Linked DNA regions of Mus musculus: regions 1, 2, 3, 4 and 5 are each linked to region 6. A link is a contact called in public Hi-C, HiChIP or PLAC-seq and promoter capture Hi-C data. All regions are on one chromosome and are shown on one strand. The core of a region is the stretch at or near the end of the contact, and the rest is flanking DNA. Distances in the headings are between cores, read along the strand shown. Region 1 holds the start of Pcnt (pericentrin (kendrin)). Region 2 holds the start of Trappc10 (trafficking protein particle complex 10). Region 3 holds the start of Cfap410 (cilia and flagella associated protein 410). Region 4 holds the start of Pwp2 (PWP2 periodic tryptophan protein homolog (yeast)). Region 5 holds the start of Lss (lanosterol synthase). Region 6 holds the start of Pofut2 (protein O-fucosyltransferase 2).

Region 1 (3,289 bases), core at 327-2,826, 820 kb after region 6:
TGAACTCAGAGACCCACCTCTCCAGTGCTGGGTATAAGACACGTGCCACTATACGAAGCAGGGATTTCCTTAGTGAGTGAGGGGGTAATTTAGATCCCAGAACCCACATCTGTTGACGCACAATTGCCTGTAACTCCAGCTTTAGGGCATTTAACACCCTCTTCTTACCTCTAAGGATACCTGCCAGTTCCACACAGAGACACAAACATACTCATAGTTCAAAGAAATAAATATTATTAGGTATTTATTTATACTTTAAAAATTATTTTATGGGTACCAATGTGCGCCACATGAGTTTTTGGTGCCCTCAGAAGCCAGAGGTGTGCATCAGATCCTCTGAACTGGAGTAACAATTGTGAGCCACCATTGGGTACTGCGAATCAACTGGGGGTTCTCTGGAAGAGCAGCTAATGCTCTTAACTGCTGATCTCTCCAGTCCTTTAAGTTTTGATATGTAAAATATGACCGACCACCCTTCAAACATTCCTTAAATATTGCATGGCTCAAAGACTGAGACCAACATATCCTAGAGGATAGGTCTGTCCAGAGGGACCCCCACCCACTCAGTGTTTTCATCAGTGCAAGAGACACTTCCTAAGAGGCTTGAAGTCTTTTGAGTCATGAAAGTGAAACAATTTATTTTTTGGATCTTGTAAAGTTGGGTGTCAGCCTAGAGAGAAGGCAAAAACGGCTGTCATGCAGATTTGGTATAAAATAGGTTTTATAGCCCTTACGGCATTTCCCTGTTCCCAAATTCCACACTACTGAGTTCTTCAGGAGGATTCATTCTTATAGGCATTACCCTCTCTCCAGCTTCCCTATCCTATCCGTGCAGGATGCAAAGCTCTTGACATATATCCTGGAGCTCAGATCCTCTCCTTTTATGTTAGTCATGTTAACAGCCTGCAACGTTTCAACCCAATGATAAATTAATAAATGTTAGGCAAGAAAGAACCTGCTGCCGGCTAGGGAATCCAAGGGCCCAATCCTCCTAATTTCCTGTAATCCACCGATGAGCTTTAAACGCGCCTCTTACTACAAATGGACCATAGTTTCTTTATTTCCTTATGGCAGAAAGACTTTCCTGGTAGAGGTGATGGATGGAGTGAGAGTCAGGTGCCTGAACACACAGCGACTCTGTACATTGAAGCGTGTGCGTGAATGCAAAACGGCCCTGGGTGGCAACTCTGGGGTCCACTGGGGACAGCGGTCTAAGTTTTAGGTGTCATTCAATGAGTAACTCTGGCTATACTCTGTTCTTTGGATTTGGATTGAAGACAGGGGACCGTGTTCAGGAGGGGCCGAAGTGGTCAAAGAAGGGAAGCAGGACTCCCAGTTGACTGCACCTGAGAACCAAAAGTGGGGGCTGGTGGATCCTAGAGGATGCCCCAGTGTTCGCAGAAACACATCGCGACAGAAAAAACGACTTTGGCAAAGTGCGGGAGAGAGTGCCCAGAGCGCACCGGAGGCATGGAGAGCCGCTGGTATGTAAGTCCTCCTCCTGTCGGGAGAGGGCGATAGGTAGCACCGCCTCGGGAAAACGGTTTGTCCAAACCTTCCCGCCGCCCAGTCGACGAACGCCCGCGAGCCCCGGGAACGCCGCGCCTCGCTCATTGGCGTGGATGAAGAGGGTGGAGAGCGTCGGCGTACCAATTGGGGACCAGAGAGATGGCTCTCCGCCCTTGGAGCGTCAGCGGAGCGCGCGTGCGCAAGGCCACACGGGGCTCCGGATTGGCGGGGCGAAGCTGACAGTTGTGTGTATGGGGGGTGGGGAGGCGAGTGGGTGAAGGGAGGGAGTGTAAATAGAGCGAAGGCGGTGTCGCCGCCGCCCTGTCACCTCCGAGCGACTCGCCGGGAGCCCAGGTGGAGATGGAAGACGAGCAGGAGCAGCGGCGCAGGAAGGTGGAGGCTGGGAGAGCCAAGGTTAGACGGTAGCATCCTTCTCTCAGCTTTGCGGTGGGGAAGAAATCCTAAAGCGGTTCCGGTGCTCAGACCGCCGCTTGACACAAGCGGTGGCGGTGGAGCAGTGGGAACTGCCGGGCGCTTGTCCTTCCCGCCGCTTCTGCGGAATTCACTTCCTAGGCGCCGCCATCTTGAATCCAGCGCCCTCTGTCTCGCTCCGCCCTATTACACCCACAGCCAATCAGCGTCAGAGACGTACGACTTGTAGGTGGGCCCGAGCGCCATGGGCGGGTCCTGGTCACCTAGCATTCTTAGTTGTTGTGCTTCCGGTGCTCAGGCACTTTCCTGAGACTAAACTGTCCAAGGCTTTTTAAAGACCGTCTTCAGACTTTATTTTCCCAGGGAACCAAGAACTTTGCTCCCTAGTGGTGTCCTGTTGTTGTATTTCGTTGTTCGCTCTCTGGCCGGGCCCCACAACTGCCATACTACCGAGGGTCCTCTTCTCACCTCCTTCTGCCTCAGATTTTGAATTTGTTTGAGACTCTACCCTGGGAACACTTGTGGCTGTTAAGATAGTTGTTTTGTTTTTTTGTTTTGTTTTGTTTTGTTTTTTTCGAGACAGGGTTTCTCTGTATAGTCCTGGCTGTCCTGGAACTCACTTGGTAGACCAGGCAGGCCTCGAACTCAGAAATCCTCCTGCCTCTGCCTCCCAAGTGCTGGGATTAAAGGCATGCACGACCACTGCCTGGCAAGATAGTTATTTGAAAGGTGATGGGGATTCAGAGGAAGAGAAGGTGCGAACATTTTGGAAGTGGATCTCTGGCCAGCTATCATGGCTGTGGAACCAGAGGCTGTGTCCCTACCCTGTACTGTCAGGACAGTATAGCTATAGCCTTCATGAAAGGGCTGTGTTGATTTTGTGGTTCGCCTAGTAACAGCAATTCTTCATTTGTGTCAACAACCCCACCACCACTATCACCCTGCACCCACTTCGAAAAAACATGCAAAATACACAGAGGAAATGAGAGCACAGCAATGTCAGATTACAGGTGCCGGCCAGAAGCCATTGTGGCCCTTATGGGGTATAAGCTGGGCACATGTAGATAGACACTTTGAGAAATGAGGGCATGTGAAGTTTAGTACTTCACCAGGGGAACTGGTGTCTGTACTTGGGTGGGTTTGTGAACCCAATTAGATATCCTTAGGGAGATGGAGGCTAATGAGACGAACCAGAAGGCCACTCATTGAAGGTTCATGGCCAGAGACCAAGTACATGCTGCAGAGGGCGAGCTCTGAGGCAGACAGTTGCATTCAGTGGAGAAGGCAAGAGATTAGAACAGAGTTGGTACTGTAGGCAGTGCCCTTCAAATTTCTCTTCCCACAGATA
Region 2 (3,455 bases), core at 762-3,261, 990 kb before region 6:
ACCATGACCAAGGCAAATCTTATAAAGGACAACATTTAACTGAGGCTGGCTTATAGGTTCAGAGGTCCAGTCTGTTATCATCAAGGTGGGAGCATGGCAGCATCTAGACAGGCATGGTGCAGGAGGAGCTGAGAGTTTTACATCTTCATCTGAATGCTGCTAGTGGAAGACTGACTTCCAGGTAGATAGGGTGAAGGCCCACACCCACAGTAACAGGCCTACTTCAACAAGGTCACATGTGCTAATAGTGCCACCCCTTGTTCCTGGCCCAAGTGTATAGAAACCATCACAACTAGCTTTCCCACCTCCAAAGCTAAGAATGGTATTTGAGGCCAACAGGAGAGAGTCCACCTTCTAGCTATAACAGCCTCTCTGACGTACTCACCAATGTATTTTAAATTGTCTTGATTTATGACTTTTTATGTTCTGCAACTATAAAGCTTCAAGTGCTTCCATGTGGGATCACGAAACCTGGGGTTACCCACTCAGGAGGCCTCAGAGGATTCCTCAAAATCCTTGTCCCCTGGGTGGCGGGCACTCAAATTTGGCTCCGAAGCACACCATCTCTTATTCCATTTGAGGTGAGAGCTTCGTTCTTTGTGCTGACATCTCACAAACGCTTAGCTGGATGGGGTGAAAAACCTTTGGCACGTCCACGGAGGCTTTGGACCCCTATTCTTGCTTTGCTGTGCTCTCTCTAGGCCAGTGGTTCTGAACCTTTCTAATGCTGTGACCCTCCTAAATAAAAAATAAATATTAAGTAAATAAAAATAAAATATTAAATAATGAATAAAAATTAAATAAATAAACTAAAAATTAAATAAATAAAAATAAAAATATTAGAGAAAAATATTAAATAAACAAAATAAATATATTAAAGAAGTAAAAATAAAATTATTACATAAATAAAAATAGTTTGTTACTACTTCATAAACTGTAATTTTGCTACTGTTATGGGTCATAATGTAAATATTTTTTTTGGAGCTAGAGGTTTGCCAAAAGGCTCGGGACCCACAGGTTGAGAACCCCTGTGCCTGGCAGTCTCCACCTGCTTCAACTGCCCTAATCAGTTGCCTGAAAGCCCAAACCAACATGCTCCCCAACAGTCAAGTCATGCTCAGACATTCCATTTGCACACTGAATCCCATTTGCAAAAGCTCCCATAGACCTGCTTTACTTGCGCCGAGTTCAGTTCAAAGCAATATTTGATTTTGCGACATTCACAATACCTAGCGGCTTCAAAGCAGTACCAGCTATAGGTGACCAGTACTGATGAAGGTGGGACATAGGGAGCATTCTGGGAGCCAAGGGAAAGAGTGCTGAAGGCTGACGCAGGTGGAAACGACCTATGTGGTGGTTCATACGAGTAAAACCACCTAATCAACCAATCAAACAAAAACCTCACAAAACCAGAAAGGACAGTGGGAAGCTGGCGTGCCAGCGGGTGCACATGGAGTTGTACGGGGTGGGTGGAACACTTTCGATCTTGCCTCGCTTTGAGTCAGCACACTTGGCAAGTCCGTGTTAACAGGCAAGCAGAGACTCAGCTTGGCACTGCACAGTTGAGCTCGCCCAGATGTAAAAACCGACCCAAGGCATCCTGCAGAAGCCGGAAAGGAGGAAGCTCCCTCGGAGATAACGGGAATTCCGCCAGACGTGACGTGGGGGCACACAGGGTAGAAGCGAGGATGAGGGTAAGGGAGCATCTGCAGGTGCGAAGCCGAGGAGAATCCAGTTTAGACAGGTCTGATGAGACCAAGCAAGGGTCACCAAGCTTGGGCATTGAGAAGGTGGGGTCAAGGAGCTCAGGCACGTGCGCCGCCCTCTGTCCTCTGCAGCTGCCTGAGAACCGAGGCAGAGGCGGCTCCCGCTATTGACAGCTACAGCGGCCCCGCCCTGCACCGCCGGGCGGCCCGGCACGCGGCCTTTTTCGTAGGAGGGCATTCGGCGGCGAGGCCCGCCCCTTTAAGTCGCGCGCCCCGGAAGTGGTCACGCGGCGGCGCCGGGGCCGGAAGTGGACGCGGCCGGCGGCGGCGGGCGGCCGGCTAGGAGCTGCCGGGGGCCGGCGGCGAGGAGGCGCGGGCTCAGCGGGCCCCGCGCTGCCTCGGGTGCCCATGGCGGGCGGGGGGCCGGGCCGGTGACGCCGGACGCCCATGGACGCCCCTGAGGAGCCACAGCCACCGGTGGTCTACACCATGGAGAACAAGCCCATCGTCACCTGTAAGTGCGGCGGGGCGGGCGGGCGGGGGGCGCGGCCGGGCTTGGCAGCTCCCATCTACGCGGACACAGCCGACCTCCGACCTTTCCGCGGGTGACCTCCGACCCGCTGTGCAGCCGACGCCAAGCTTTGGGTCCTGACCTGGGCGGTCTCCGGAGCAGCTCGTTCTGTACTGTCAGTGCTGCTAGGGATCGGGCCGGCCTTCCCCGTGGGTCGGCTCTCCTGCGCGCTGACCGCAGTCCGGTGGGCAGGCCCAGCTCTCCGCAGAGCGCAGGTGCTCTTCCTCTAGTGACTGTCAAGCCGGAGTGGCAGGTGGCCGGCCAGGCTTAGGAAGGAACCCAGCTCTGTCTGGTCCAATCATCCTGTGCTTATAGGCACTTTCCAGAGCTGCTCCACCAGCGAGTTCCCGCTCGGACATCCCCTTCCGCACTTGTTCCTTCTCCCACTGAATGCACACACACACACACACACACACACACACACACTCACACACAAAGATTGGTTTCTCTGCTACAGAAAAAGAAAACCCTCATTTTAAAGCATAATTTCAGAACGGAGTAGTTTTGCAAACTATGGACTCATGGGAAGTGTGGACGGGTTGGTTAACATTTTGACAGCTTTGCGGTGCTGTCTCTCAAAGGACAGGTGTGATACGTGGCTGTTGGCAGTTCAGTATGTGCTTGACCTTATGAATTTACTTTTTTCTAAACAGGAAGCATATTTGCAAAACCTGGTGCTAGGCCCCAGGGTTCCCAAGGTCTCCAGCACACCCTGCTCTGTTTTCTCCTTTGGGCCCTTGGATACATGGGCTCCTCCCAGTTCCTTCCTGTAACCGCATAGACATTTCATATTTAAAGACTTACATCTCTTTATTGCTAGATTAACTTTCTCAGGGATATGGATGTGTCTCCCATAAAGTTGGGAGACTTGCATAGTTCAGCAGTTAGTTGTGTGTGTTTTGTTTTTTTTTTTTTTTCTTCCCAGAATGCTTGGCAACTGAGAGGCTTGCCAAACCTCACCTGCAGGCAGGTGGACCGATGTGGCAGAGCTGGTCTGGAGGCTGCCCCGCCCTGCCCGGGTGCTCCTTGATCCCCTCAGGGAAGTTGCACCCTGTTCATGGTTGGATTCAATGTGTTCCAGGTCCTGAGAACTTTCCCCCAGTACTGTGCACAGTAGGAATTCTGGATGAGTACTTAGAACCCACAGGGACACCCACTTACTTGACTGCATCTCCCGA
Region 3 (3,131 bases), core at 579-3,078, 720 kb before region 6:
GTGAGTTAACAATAGTGTGGTCACCTCGGGTCAGGGGACACATGTGTCCTGGGTCCTGTCACCTGTACTAATGGGGCCAAGGGGTATGGGCTTGCACAACCAGGGCACTCAGAAGAAATCAGCTGCATGCTGGTCTCTGTGGCCCAGCCTGCTCTTGGGGTGTTCTACACTGGGTGTTTCTACCTGGCAGTTTACAACAGTTCTGTGTCTAACACAGAACATCATTACAGTCAATACCCTCTGAGGACGCCTGGCCAAGGATCTTGTGGTTTCCCACCCTGAGACAGATACACAACCCTTTCTCCTTGCTGCCCCTGAGGCACAAAGAAAGGACAGACACTCTCCTTGCCAATGGTTCTGGGCTCAAGGCAGACAGAACTGCAGTTAAGTTTGGCCACGACACACCATCAGATCTGTGGATCAGACCTGGGCTGTGGGCTCCACAGTCCCAGCTGCCTGTCATTTCGGGTGGGGTTGGGGTGTCGCCTCCTGAAGCTGAGGAAGGCCATGCAGAGTGCCCCTGTTGATGTCCTTGAGGGAAATCACCACCAGGGACTCCTCTCAAGGCAGAGCTTTGACTCTGTTTTCCTCTGTGCAGGTCTAGCAAGTGACACGGCACTGAGCTGAAGATCACAGTTCTGTAACTTTAGCTATTCTTCTGGGGGAAGGGGCATCCGGAAGAAGATACAATCAAGGCAGAGCTTACATCTGTGAGCTGGCTGCCCCTGGAGAAGAAAAGAAATAGACTTTAATTTGTTGAATGAAAATATTTTAAAAATCCCCAAAGAAATGGCAATTGTCTATAAATCTAAAGATTCTACATTCGGAACAGTAAGGAAGGCTGGTTGCCCAAATAAGGGTGAGGTTGGTTTCTGCCAATACTCCCTGCTTGGTGCATGGGGGTACACAGTTTTCTCCTCTCAGGCTCCCATAGCAGAAAGCTCTTTCCAGTCACACACATAAACAAAGGGATCTTCATAAGAGGCCAAGCTCAAAGGCCGGTCATGCAACTTCTGAAGCAAACTTCACGGGCCTGCAATGTGTGTTGTTTCTGCTTGCACAGAGGAAGCCCTGATGTGCTCGCTGGCTCGACAAAGAAAGGCATTATTGAAAACCCAGGACAGGGAGGACTGTGGCCCCAACACCAGATGTGCCAGGGCAGGGAAAGGCTTTTAATTAACAAAGCTCACTCTTTCCAGTAGCCCACTGACCATTACTAGAAGCAGGGGTCTGCACTTGCTCTGCCACTGCTAAATGCTCTGGCCACAGCATCCCACCCCAGTCCCCAGAGACACCTGTAGCTCTTCCACACGCCAGATACAAACTCCTCCAGAAGCCCGGGGCTTTCAGTATTAGTGTGACTCAGCCATGCAACTTAGAGTGCATCCATATAATAGCATCTAAGGTCTAGGCTGTCACTCATACCAGGTCACCCTCTCCAGCACCGGATCATGACTTTACAACCTCAGTCTCTCCCTGTAGACATGCCACTAAGCACCTCTGTCTTCAGATACCAGACACAGACACAGAGGGTTAGCGAAAAGCCCTCAGCAACACTAGAGGGAAATTCTAGTTATCCTGCGAGGGCCGCACTCCTCTGAAGCACTGGCCTCAGAGTGAGCCTGCAACCTAGCTAGCCTGGGGTAGCAGGCGCTCAGCGCGGCCTCTGCTTCCTCCCGCTCCTGGCCGGCCTCACCAGCAGTTGAGCTTCCGCACGTTGTGCAGCTCCGAAGCCTTGGCTCGGGACAGGACCATCTTTCGTGTCAGCTTCATGGTGGCCACAGGGCCGCGGGCCCGGCCGCCCTCCGCTGTACACTCGGCTAGCGGGAGAGGCCTGCGCAGCGGCGCGTCTCCAGGGGCGGGGCCCGCGTTTCTAGGGGCGGAGCCTGAGGTCCCATTGGCAGTCAGGCGAGAGGGCGGAAGCGCGCCGGCGAAGCGGGACGGCCCGACTTCCGTGATACGCGATTCCGCCCCGCCCCTTTGGCGGCCCGCCGGTCCTGCGCATGCACGAGGCTCCGGGCTTTGCTGCCTGGGGACCGCTGGTCTCTGCATCCCGTGTTTGCGTGCGCGGGAAGGGCGGCCCTTAGGATTCCAGTGTGCAAGAGTCTGAGATGGGCTGGCTTGGGTGAGAAAGGCGCCGGTGTGTGAGGGACTCGGGACGCCTGGCTGGTCTCGGAGACATCGAGGACAGAAAAGGTCGAGTCGGGAAGGGTGACAGAGTCCTCGTAGTGGATGCCAGCAGAAACCCTCCTGGCATGCTTGCTCCGGATCCTAATCCCTGCCATGGCCCTGGTCACCACTGAGCCCTCACCCATTTCTGCTTGACCCCAAATCGGGGATTTGTGTTACATAACAGCTAATCCACAACCAGACGATGACTGACACTTGTAATTGATGCACTCAGAGGCTGAGGCAGGAGGATTGCCTGAGCCAGTTTCTGGCAAGACTGGCTCATACAGACATTATCTCAAAAGACAAAGCCGAGTAGTGGGGGCTTGGGGAGGGACTGAAGAAACAGTTAAGAGCGCTGGCTGCTTTTCCAGGGCACTCATATGGCCGGATCACAACCTTATGTAACTCTAGTTCCAGGGGACTCAATGCCCCTCTTTTGGCCTCCTTGCGCACCAGACAGGTCACTTGGGTTGCACACACATGCAAGCATAACACTCATATGTAGAAAAACAAAACGAACAAAACAAAAACCTTAAAAACAAACAAACAAACAAACAAATAGAAAATAGACGTTATGTTTTTGAAAGTCAGTACTGTGCCTGTGGTTGTCAGTGTGCATTTTAAGTAATCACAAATGAATTTTTGTTTTGTTTTCTTCTGGAGAAAACAGATCTCCAGAAGAAAACAAAACGAAAGATTGTAGGTTGAAATCTTCATATCTTTTTCTATCCTACAGATTACACCGGGACAGGCACTGGGTACTTCAGGCCCTTTAGGTAATAAACTGCCCTTGATGAAGTATTCTAGGGCTCTATTGTCTGTCTGACCACCCTGGTCTGCCTTTACCAAAAACAAGTGAAATGGTTCAGTAGGTAACAGTACTGGACGCACAAACCTAAAAACCATAGTTTGCACCCTGGAACCCACAGTGGAAAGAGAGCGGACGCTGAAGATTTAGC
Region 4 (3,059 bases), core at 339-2,838, 930 kb before region 6:
CAGTCCTCCAAAGTGATGTATTTTTGTATATAGGAGATAGAGTGCTCTGGGCTTATTGGCGTGGTGTCTGTGAGTGGGACCTGAGGTAGAAAGCTGGGAGAGGAGGGAGCCCTCTTCAGGAGTCGCTGCCCCCTGGGGACCATGTTTGGGCCCAGAGTCAGGGGCACAGAGAGAACCAGGAGAACCAAGCCAACACTTTCAGTATTCAGTGTATTTGCTTTTTTTTTTTTTTAAGATTTGTTTATTTATTATATGTAAGTACACTGTCGCTGTCTTCAGACACTCCAGAAGAGGGCATCAGATCCCATTACGGATGGTTGTGAGCCACCATGTGGTTGCTGGGATTTGAACTCAGGACCTTCAGAAGAGTACTCAGTGCTCTTAACTGCTAAGCCATCTCTCCAGCCCCAGGGTATTTGCTTTTAACTCAGCCAGTAAATAAAGGATAGTACGACGCCCACAACACACCACCACCAAGTGGTTTTCATTTGCAGGAATTGGAGGAATGCTTAAAGAAAATAAACACTGGGGCTGGAGAGATGGCTCAGTGGTTAAGAGCATTGGCTGCTCTACCAGAGGTCCTGAGTTCAAATCCCAGCAACCACATGGTGGCTCATAACCATATGTAATGGGATCTGATGCCCTCTTCTAGTGTGTCTGAAGACAGTGGCAGTGTACTCACATAAACCTTAAAAAAAAAAAAAACAAAAAAAAAACAAACATTTATTTAAAACCCTCTGAAAACCTATTTTATGTGCAGTTTAAAACTAATAAACTTGGGGAGCTGGGTATGCAAATTAGAACTTGGTACTTACTGAATGTCTACAGCCCTCTGAACTCTGTTTTCGGTAAACCTTTGACAGTTGGCCTGCAGATGTCAAGTCCATGTGTGGGGAGGTCTTTGAGACTTGATCCTGGCAGAAAAGCTTCCACCCGGCACTGCTAGCCTCCCGCATCCGTGTGTAGTCCTTTAGAGTGGAGTCTGGCTCTTGAGTTCACCGCCCACCCCCTGAGTTTCATATTTCTGAGTTCTCTACGGTTTTCTAATTATATATATTAAGAATAAAACAAAGGGGAGATCTAAAATGTTGGTAGTTCTGTTATTTCTCATGAAGACACCTTTCTCTGTAAGAGAGTTGGCAGCTCTTGTTCTCTGGGATGGGGTCTAGGAAAGGTGACGGCCGCACCTTGACACTGCAGGCGTTGGTTCCATTTTCACAGTGTTCTGTAACATAATGTCAGAGTAAGGCCGCTGTACTAAGATCGTTTAAAGTGTAAGCATTAAAATTCTAAAAATACACGTTTTAAGAAGAAACTCCGTTTGAACTTGGGTTTTTGTTTTTGTTTTGCACGGTTACAGGCGAGTGTGTGACGATTTGCTCGCTTTCTCAGCTCCGGACTGGGCTCTGCATGGAGACCTAGAACTTAGCTCCATTCTCCACCGTCCTAGCGGTCTCAGCTAGTTCACCGCTACGCAGCGCCTGCGTAGAGGCAGGGTGGTGGCGGGAGTGGGGGTGAGGGAGGGACGGGCGGGGCTTCCCAGGACACTAGGGTTGCGGCTCCGCCCCGGAAGTGCGCGTTTTAAGCGCCGGAGATTGTTTGTATTCCGGAAGTGGTTGCAGTACGGTACCCCACGTGTGGTTCCAGGATGAAATTCGCTTACCGGGTGAGCGGCGGGCCGGGCAGGGGCAACGGGAGGGCGATGGAAGGTTCCGAGGACGCGGGAGAGACCGAGGTCGTTGTCATCTCGGCTGCCTGTGGGAAGCACTAGTGGGTCGACCCATCGCAATCTATTGCTCCTGGTTTATACCAGGAGCTCCGGGCTCCTACCCAACAGGTCTCGGGCTGTACCCAGCCCTGTCCAAACTCCTCTTGCCAGACAACACAGCAATAGCTGCTGAAAGGCTCTTAACAACAAACTTCAAGCAACACCCAGCTCTCTACAGGGCCGCCAGTTCTTGGAGCAGTCTCGACAGCGCTCCTCTGCTGATCATACCTCTTAGGAGCCTAGCTCTGCCTGGTGTTATCTCGTTGCATAGCTGCCCACCTACACCCCAGATCGACTCCTGCCTTAGTTAGCCCAGGCAATCCCAGTAAGCAACTACCCTACTGCTCTGCTGGGCTTTGCAGTGTTTGGACATCTGTCCAATTGCCTATGTGCCGTTTCTATGTGGACATAGAACACAAGGCTCGGGTCTCTACACCCAGCTGTGTCTGCTGGATGGAGATGCTTGCCTTTGATAACTGAATGGATACACCGGGGCACTGATACTTAGCACGGTGGGCGTGGTGAGCATCTCCTGCAGCCCTGTTCACTGAAGCAGCTTCTCTTAGAATGGAGATCCTGTGCCCTTCTGTGCCTGGCAAATGCTTCCTGTCTTGGGAGTATAGTACCATTCAAGGGAACCCTGGGCTCCTGAGAATTAAGTTGGGTTCCTCCTCTGCCCAGGGGCAGGACACACCTATGGTCAGGTACTTTACTACCTATGCCCAGATGCCTCTCATCACCATTTCAGAGAGCTGACGCTGTGTTCTCTGTGTTAAAACTGATTCATTTCCTTTGCAGTTCTCGAATTTGTTGGGTACGGTTTATCGGTGTGGAAACTTAAATTTCACACATGATGGAAATTCTGTTATCAGCCCCGTGGGAAATAGAGTCACTGTGTTTGACCTTAAGAAGTAAGTATGGGGAGACAATGTTAGCAGGGACGTTATCCTCCGTGTGAAGGCTAGCCATCCTCTTTGTGGCTTGCAGGACTACTGGATTTAGGAGGACACAGGTCATGGTAGAGTTGCCTGCTGAGGTCCTCGTTTTTCATTCTAGTATCTAGAACACCAGCATTACTCTTAAAGGGAAAGGAAAAGTCATGTGCCTTTTGGCTGTTGGCTAGCAAGTAGGGGTGGTGGCAGATAGGAAGGTTATCTCAAAAGGTGAGCACTTACTGTGGGGGGAGGGGCGGCTCTAAGGGCCCCAGGACAGGTGGTTTGGAGAGTTCAGGCTGTCTTGGGTCCTTGCTCAACAGCCCTGATGGTTCCCACCTTCCCTGCTGAGATTAGGC
Region 5 (3,412 bases), core at 573-3,072, 730 kb after region 6:
CTCTAAATTAAAATTTTCAACTGTTTTAATCTGAAACAAGACAGGGTAGGACAATTTCACCCCATATATAATAAAGAAGCAATTCCATGTTGTCACAATTTCCCTTCCAGCCATTAATCTATAAATCTCTTCAAAACTTCATGTCTTAACTAAGCCCAGCACAGACCACAGGGAAGGCAGGGTACTGATGCCCAACTGATACTGGGACTCTTTCACAAAGGACCCACACAATAGCATAGGCGTTGCTCAGAGAGAGATCTTCCCAGCGGATGGCCAAGACTCACAGGAAGCCTGTGAGCTAACTAACTGCTCCATGATTAGCTGTCCATCATCCATGCACCAACACACACAACCAGAAAATCAGGTCCTAAGTATTTCATCTTGTGGATCCAAACAAAAATCACACCCATCTTTGTAATTCTCCTGCAAATCAAAAGTTAAATATCAAAGTGGAATGCTCAAAATGAAACCAAATTAGGGCAACTTCTTCCACAGGTCTCTGAGGTGGAGGGACTTAAATAACGAGGGTTGCTTCTACTCCTGTCTCCGGAAGGAGGTACCACACTTTTTGTTGTTTAGATTGAATTGAGGCAAACACTCACAAACACTGACCCACATCAGCAGCCCTCTTCTTTATTTATTTGTTATCATTTTTGAGATAGGGTCACACTACGTAGACCTGGCTGGCCTAGAACTTGCTCTGTAGACCAGGCTGGCCTCAAACTCACAAAGATCTGCCTGCCTCTGCCTCCTGGGTGCCGGGATTAAAGACCAGCACTACCATGCCCAGCCTCTTTATTTTCTGAGACAAGCTCTACTCAGCTGCCCAGGCAGATCTTAAACTTTATCCTTGTCACAGCCTACTCAGCGGCTAGGATTACAGGTATGCCTGCCGGGCCCAGGTTCATATCTGTTTTAAAAAACAAAAAATTATAAGCCTTATTATTAAAATAAAAAGAAACCTGCAAATTAATAAAAACATCGCACACCAAAATTAACCAAACACAAAGTCTACTCAACTTAATGACCTTGGCATTTGAAAAGGGAGACTGTGAAACTTTCCATAAAATGATGCACTTTCAGTACCCACTATATTTTATGCATTAATCTATTGCCCAAACCACAAAGCCCATGACAGAGTTAGAACTAGAAAAGCAACTAGCTTTACATCTTCTTACATAACTTGTGAACTTTCCTGATCCTCTTATAGTCAGCTTTTCCTCATATCACACTATACCCACATATACATTGGTTTACACATATGCATATATTACTGGCTGGTTGCCTGTTTTTTAAATAAGGCTCTCCACTGTTTCAGAGCTCTGGCTCAGGAAGGCACGGTGTAGGCTGATCAGTGATGGCTTCCAGTCTTGGGATGGAATGGTGCTTTCAGAATCACATCACTTACTGTGTCCAGTCCCAAAGAGTGGGCCTCTAGCCCGGTCTGCTCTCGACCAGGGTCGTCCTCCGCTTGATAATAAGTCCATCTCTGCCGACCCAACTCATTCTGGAGCCGCCAGCGGGTGAGATCGGTGGCGGGCTCAGTTTTATAGGGTCCCCCACGACGCCGCAGACACCTGAGGGGACCAGCGAGAGGAAGCAGCCTTCCTTAGACTCCGCCCAGGTGGGATGCCTGCAATCCAGGCATGCAGAGCCACCAGCCATGCCACCCTGCTGTCCAGACACCTTCCCTGCCACCGCCCTGCCGCGTCCCTCGCAACACCCGCGGGAAGCCCAGGGTCCGCGACTCACGTGCCCTCAGTCATGACAGCACTACTCTCTGCCACCGCTTGCCAGCCCTTTACCTGACAGCCTAGTGCACTGCGCAGGCGCGAGCCTCGGCCGACCGGAACTACTGGGTGGGCCGATGCGAGCTCGGCCAATCAGAGCATCACCAGGTGGGCACGAGAGACGCACCGCGACCACAGTGGCTGGGCGCAGGGCCGCCCGACGCCGCGAGGGCACCAGGGGGCGTGGCTGCGGGGCGGGAAGCGCTTTGGAGGCGGGGCCTATGAAAGAGGCCGGCCTGTGGGCGAGGACGGCCTGTGGGAGGGGCAGGCCCGTTGGAGGGGCGGGGCGGGATGGGGGGCGGGGCCGGCCCCTCTAGATCCTTATTGATGACAGCCTTGGACTTCTGGTCTGGGTGTTCTGAGCCGGGATACCTACAGGGTTGGTGAAAAATGGCCCCTCCGACATGCAGGAAAGAGGCCGCGGAAACCACGAGTGCTTCAGAAGTACGGAAGAGGCATGAGTGACCTGAGGTGAAACTAGCGTTGATCCGAGGCACCACATGGACCATCATGGGGCAGGGGCCTTGACCCGAGTGAAGGGAGGAGGAAACTATGATGACACGTAGTTGGGAAGAGGGTCAGAGTAGTGTTCTCAGAAAGCGGGCACAGGCTCCTCACAGGGAGCAGCTGCAGAGTGTGCAGAGGGCTGTGTCCTGACTCCCATTAGCAGGTAGAGTTCCACTTCCCTAGCCACAGCACTACTCTCAGGATACCTGGAGCTTGGAGTCCTACAAGTTAAAGGGGGAAAAGCCTTGATTATGTTTGACAGTAGAGAGGGAAGCAGGAAAGCCTGTGGTATGCCGGCAGAATCTAGTAGAGACGTGCAATGAAGAACATTTGAACAGATAGTATTTGAGAAGCATTGCTGGCATGCAGGAATGACGACCAGAGATCAGAAAAATATAATTCCAAGAACTCCCAGCGGTACAGTGTGTCCTACAGAGTGCCGACTTACTTACAACTACCCAAACCCGATAGCCTCCCTGCACCTAGCCCTCAAAACGCTGCCAAGGAAGGGGCCATGAACCACAAATCAGAGAAGGAAGAAGTAAGAGGCAAAGAACACTCACACACCTTCCCTAGATGGAAAATCGGAATTTTAGATGGCTAGTCAAGAACACTAACCTCTTCTTTGCCCAGTTTAGAAACTTGTAAAGATATAAGACAAGGCATTTTAACTGAGCCTTGCCTCAGACTATTGATTTGGGGACTGGAGGCCAATACTTAAGTCCAGTGCGTAAGAGCACTTGCTGCTCATTCAGAGGACCTGGAATTGGTTTATAGCACCCACATGGTGACTCACAGCCATCTATAACTTCAGTTTTAAGGAATCTAATGCCATTTTCTGACCTCCTCAGTCACCAGGCATGTGTGAGATGTAAGTACATACATGCTGGTTAAAACACCCGTACACATTAAGTTTTTAAAATTCACAATAGAAAAGTCAGTTTGAGCTGGGCGTGGTGGCACACGCCTTTAATCCCAGCACTCCAGAGGCAGAGGCAGGCAGATTTCTGAGTTCAAGGCCAGCCTGGTCTACAAAAGTGAGTTCCAGGACAGCCAGGGCTATACAGAGAAACCCTGTCTCGAAAAACAAAAACAAAAACAAAAAAGCCAAAAAA
Region 6 (3,259 bases), core at 752-3,251:
GGGGCGGAGGTCGTGGTGGAATAAGAATCTCATGTACATCATGGGTACCAGCCAGGCTCTAAATGAACCACTTCCTTCCCCGGGGCCTCCAGTGCAGCAGAGAAAAAAGGATCTGTCTTCCAACCAAAGCTACGCTCAACTCTAAACACCTCTGTGCTCAGGAAAACATGGGTCCTCTCAAAAAGTGGAAGCAGGGCGAGGTCAGGCCAAAGGCCTCTTCACAGACCACTCAGCACCCTGGTGTGACCCCACAAGATGCACACACTGGTGTGCATCTCTTGGTTAAGATGGTTTCAGCTGCTTTCTCGTCAGCACTGACCACACCTGCCACAGCTGCTCAGACCCCCTTCCCTAGAGAAAGCACGGAAGCAAAGCAAGCACTACCAGAAGGACCGAGTGGAACGTGCCAGGGCAGGCTGGACCGGGCAGCCAGCTGTCCACATCAGAAAAGCCTCCCAGACTGATGCCCGCCTCACCTGCAATGAACTGCTCATACTCTATAACGGGGATGTTTTTATTGAGACTCGGGAGGTCAAAAAACTCGGACCAGGGAATCCGGACCTGGTGGATGTCAGGGCTTTGCCAGTGGTAGAGGCGGCCCCACGGGGGCAGGACTAGCACCCACTCTTCAGTCTTCAACAGCGTCTTCAGCAAGGATGCCACCCGGATATAGACATCCCTGCGGAGATTGAAGCCTTCTGGGGGGTTGACATCATACAGGAGGTACCTGAGAAGGGAGCAAGACATAGGCCGTGTGTGAACTGTGGGGAATCTTCATGGGGCACCCACACCCGGCTTACAGAGAGGGCAGTGACTATACAATGACCAGCAGAGCTCATAAGTGCCAACAGCAGATTCACACTCTCTGACAAATCAGAATGTAAACGGAACCTCAGCGGCTGAGCCTGAGAATCGGTTTCACAGCCATTCCCACAGTGTCTCATCCAAAGACTCCTTGACTCCTTCACAGTCTGAACAAAATTAATGAGATGCCCAAAGGCCAGTTGTTTACTCAGGGGGGGCCAAACCTTTGACAATGAGGCATGACGCTGTCTGTCATCAATAATTCATCGCTATTCTGAGATGTATGTGGTCAATGGGCACAGGTTGGACAAATCTGGTTTATAAATTAAATCTACTGACAGTTCCTGTGTTGGAAGCTAAAGCTAGAAGTATTCATCCATTCACTGAAAAATAACAACAGTCTCGTTATATTAACAAAGATTATTTTAAATGAAAAATATGCATTTTCAAAATAAAAACAGTGAAAAGGATAGGATGATAATATTCTGATTAAGCCTCACTGTGATATTACAGGTCCGGTTGGCTGGCCGGTGGAAAAACTCCACAGTACACTAATGACATCTGAGAAAGTCAAAGTGACGAAGAATCTCCCTCCGTGAAAACGGTTCTAAAACTTTATTTAAGGCTTCGCCAAAGCAAGATTCCTTTCTACGGAATCGCGGGCAGGCTTCAGTCCCGTCATCACTGGGTTTGTCGGCACCAGACCCCTGGTTTACCCTCCCTCCAGTTTGGGGAAGAGCGGCCGCGGAAGAAGCGCCATCTCCACGACAGCCCACACGAACTTCTGTCTCGCTGGAACTTAAGATCGGCCTCGGGACAGCGTGCCTGAGGTGGCCAGAGCCGGGCTCCACCTACGCTCCCGGACCTTCTGGTAGCGATCTCTCGGGAGTAGACGGCCAGCTCAGCCCAAGGCCAGGGCGACCTTCGCCACGCAGCCTTCGCTCCTGCAGCCTGCGTGCGCAGCCCCGGTCCCGCTGCCCCCAGCCCGCTGCTGACCCTGTCCCAGATGCCTCGCTCCGCCCGGCCGGCGTGGACGCGCTTACCGTCTGCGGGATGCCGCCCCCGACAGGATGTCCGCCGCCGACTGGCCAGGCCAGAATTCTTCTCCTGAAGCCGAGACCGGCCGCCAGGATGCCGCTGCCAGCAGCAGGCAGACGACGCTGAGCGCCGCCATGGCCCCGGCGGCCACGCACTTCCGGCTGCCGCGCCCCGGTCCGGAAGTGCGCCTGTCCGCCCCACGGAGCGCGTCTCCAGTAGCTACGGCAACGCGGCCAGACCCACGGTGCGCACGCGCCTCTCTTCGTCTGAGTAGGAGTATGTGGGCGTGACCAGGGGTGGGTCCTGGGGAATGGGCGTGTCCTCAGCGCAGTCACGCCCTTCCCAAGCTCTCCTGGTTGTACTTTCAGCTGAGGGCGCTGCGGTGGCCTGGCTCGGTTGAGTCTTAGAGTCGTCGGCTTTGCGAGGTGCGCTATTTGTCCCGAGGGCAGAGAGAATTCGCTTGGTCTCATCCGGGACTTGCTGAGCATCACGACGCCAGGCATTCCTGTTGCCGGGTGTTGTACGGTCCCGGGATGTGGGCGGAGCTGGCCGCAGGTCTGGTCCTGCAGGACAGAGCCAGAGGACAGAGCACTGGCCTCCAGGAGTGGGGATGGATGCAGGACCTGAAGGTGCTCTCCGTTCCGTGTAGGGCTCTAGCGCTGGAGCAGCGAGCAGCTTAGGAGTCAGAGGACCAGGTGCCCCACGGAGCTCTGAGCTTTCCTGAAAATACTTGTGAGTGACTGTGGCTTTTTTTTTTTCTTTTTTAAAAGTTGCATCGCAGTGGAAGTGTCTAGAACCAAGTGTTTGTACAGACCCCATTGAAGTGGTGTTAACTGATGGAGTTAGTATTACATACAGATTCCGAAGCAGACAGCCACATACTCTGCACGCTACTACTGTATGCTGTAACAGTCGGATATCTGATAAAAACAAGAGAGTCACAGGTGGCCAGAAAGCATAGCATTAAAGAGATAGTTGAGCTTCATCAAAAAGTAAAACCTAGTCTTTGTCTTTTTTTTTTAAGATTTATTTTATGTATATGAGTACATTGTGGCTGTCCTCAGACACACCAGAAGAGGGCATCAGATCCCATTACAGATGGTTGTGAGACTCCATATGGTTGCTGGGAATTGAATTCAGGACCTCTGGAAGAGCAGTCATTGCTCTTAGCTACTGAGCCACGTCTCCAGCCCCAAAACCTAGTCTTTGAAAGGCAGGGGTAGGAAAAAGAAAAGACAGAGCCTGGGAGAAAGCACCCAGATTATAATAATTACCCTAACAGGGGCTGGAGAGATAGCTCAGCAGTTAAGAGCACTGACTATTCTTCCGGAGGTCCCAAGTTCAAATCCCAGCAACCACATGGTGGCTCAAAACCATCTGTAATGAGATCTGATGCCCTCTTCTGGGGGTGTCTGAA

What was found. Promoter capture Hi-C pulls out the DNA fragments that hold promoters and counts their contacts. A called contact is a pair of places that touch in the nucleus more often than the background predicts. HiChIP or PLAC-seq counts read pairs in DNA pulled down with a chosen protein or histone mark.
Region 1: a contact with region 6 is called in an H3K27ac HiChIP or PLAC-seq map of extraembryonic endoderm stem cells, with 4 times the contacts expected there. The contact joins the promoter of Pcnt here to the promoter of Pofut2 in region 6. A contact is called at or near these places in 1 of 39 promoter capture datasets (erythroid cells), 2 of 484 Hi-C or Micro-C datasets (CD4 T cells and embryonic stem cells), 1 of 115 datasets of contacts at active chromatin or transcription factors (extraembryonic endoderm stem cells) and 1 of 9 other capture datasets (adipose tissue).
Region 2: a contact with region 6 is called in a promoter capture Hi-C map of neutrophils, with 4 times the contacts expected there. The contact joins the promoter of Trappc10 here to the promoter of Pofut2 in region 6. A contact is called at or near these places in 3 of 39 promoter capture datasets (liver, neutrophils and pre-B cells).
Region 3: a contact with region 6 is called in an HNF4G HiChIP or PLAC-seq map of pancreatic cancer cells. The contact joins the promoter of Cfap410 here to the promoter of Pofut2 in region 6. A contact is called at or near these places in 2 of 39 promoter capture datasets (the C10 cell line and liver), 3 of 484 Hi-C or Micro-C datasets (CD4 T cells, CD8 T cells and regulatory T cells), 2 of 115 datasets of contacts at active chromatin or transcription factors (astrocytes and pancreatic cancer cells) and 2 of 9 other capture datasets (adipose tissue and liver).
Region 4: a contact with region 6 is called in a promoter capture Hi-C map of pre-B cells. The contact joins the promoter of Pwp2 here to the promoter of Pofut2 in region 6. A contact is called at or near these places in 2 of 39 promoter capture datasets (liver and pre-B cells) and 4 of 484 Hi-C or Micro-C datasets (CD4 T cells, CD8 T cells, memory CD8 T cells and 1 more).
Region 5: a Hi-C map of regulatory T cells shows a contact between it and region 6, with 3 times the contacts expected there. The contact joins the promoter of Lss here to the promoter of Pofut2 in region 6. A contact is called at or near these places in 1 of 39 promoter capture datasets (liver), 4 of 484 Hi-C or Micro-C datasets (CD4 T cells, embryonic stem cells and regulatory T cells) and 2 of 115 datasets of contacts at active chromatin or transcription factors (astrocytes and embryonic stem cells).

The regions. Positions count from the first base shown.
Region 1 is chr10:76,441,199-76,444,487 of GRCm38.p6, reverse strand. It overlaps Pcnt (pericentrin (kendrin)), which reads left to right and starts at 1,576. Exons shown (of 42, transcript NM_008787.3): 1 at 1,576-1,923. The coding sequence starts at 1,870.
Region 2 is chr10:78,243,201-78,246,655 of GRCm38.p6, reverse strand. Trappc10 (trafficking protein particle complex 10) reads left to right here and starts at 2,011. Exons shown (of 23, transcript NM_001081055.2): 1 at 2,011-2,220. The coding sequence starts at 2,154.
Region 3 is chr10:77,977,347-77,980,477 of GRCm38.p6, reverse strand. Cfap410 (cilia and flagella associated protein 410) reads right to left here and starts at 1,828. Exons shown (of 7, transcript NM_026431.2): 1 at 1,697-1,828; 2 at 707-725. The coding sequence starts at 1,773.
Region 4 is chr10:78,183,678-78,186,736 of GRCm38.p6, reverse strand. It overlaps Pwp2 (PWP2 periodic tryptophan protein homolog (yeast)), which reads left to right and starts at 1,588. Exons shown (of 21, transcript NM_029546.2): 1 at 1,588-1,666; 2 at 2,567-2,679. The coding sequence starts at 1,649. It overlaps Trappc10 (trafficking protein particle complex 10), which reads left to right. Exons shown (of 23, transcript NM_001081055.2): 23 at 1-1,315.
Region 5 is chr10:76,530,015-76,533,426 of GRCm38.p6, reverse strand. It overlaps Lss (lanosterol synthase), which reads right to left and starts at 1,822. Exons shown (of 22, transcript NM_146006.2): 1 at 1,753-1,822; 2 at 1,409-1,577. The coding sequence starts at 1,766.
Region 6 is chr10:77,258,042-77,261,300 of GRCm38.p6, reverse strand. Pofut2 (protein O-fucosyltransferase 2) reads right to left here and starts at 2,001. Exons shown (of 9, transcript NM_030262.3): 1 at 1,848-2,001; 2 at 477-727. The coding sequence starts at 1,978. It overlaps Gm10941 (predicted gene 10941), which reads left to right and starts at 2,078. Exons shown (of 2, transcript NR_026944.1): 1 at 2,078-2,574.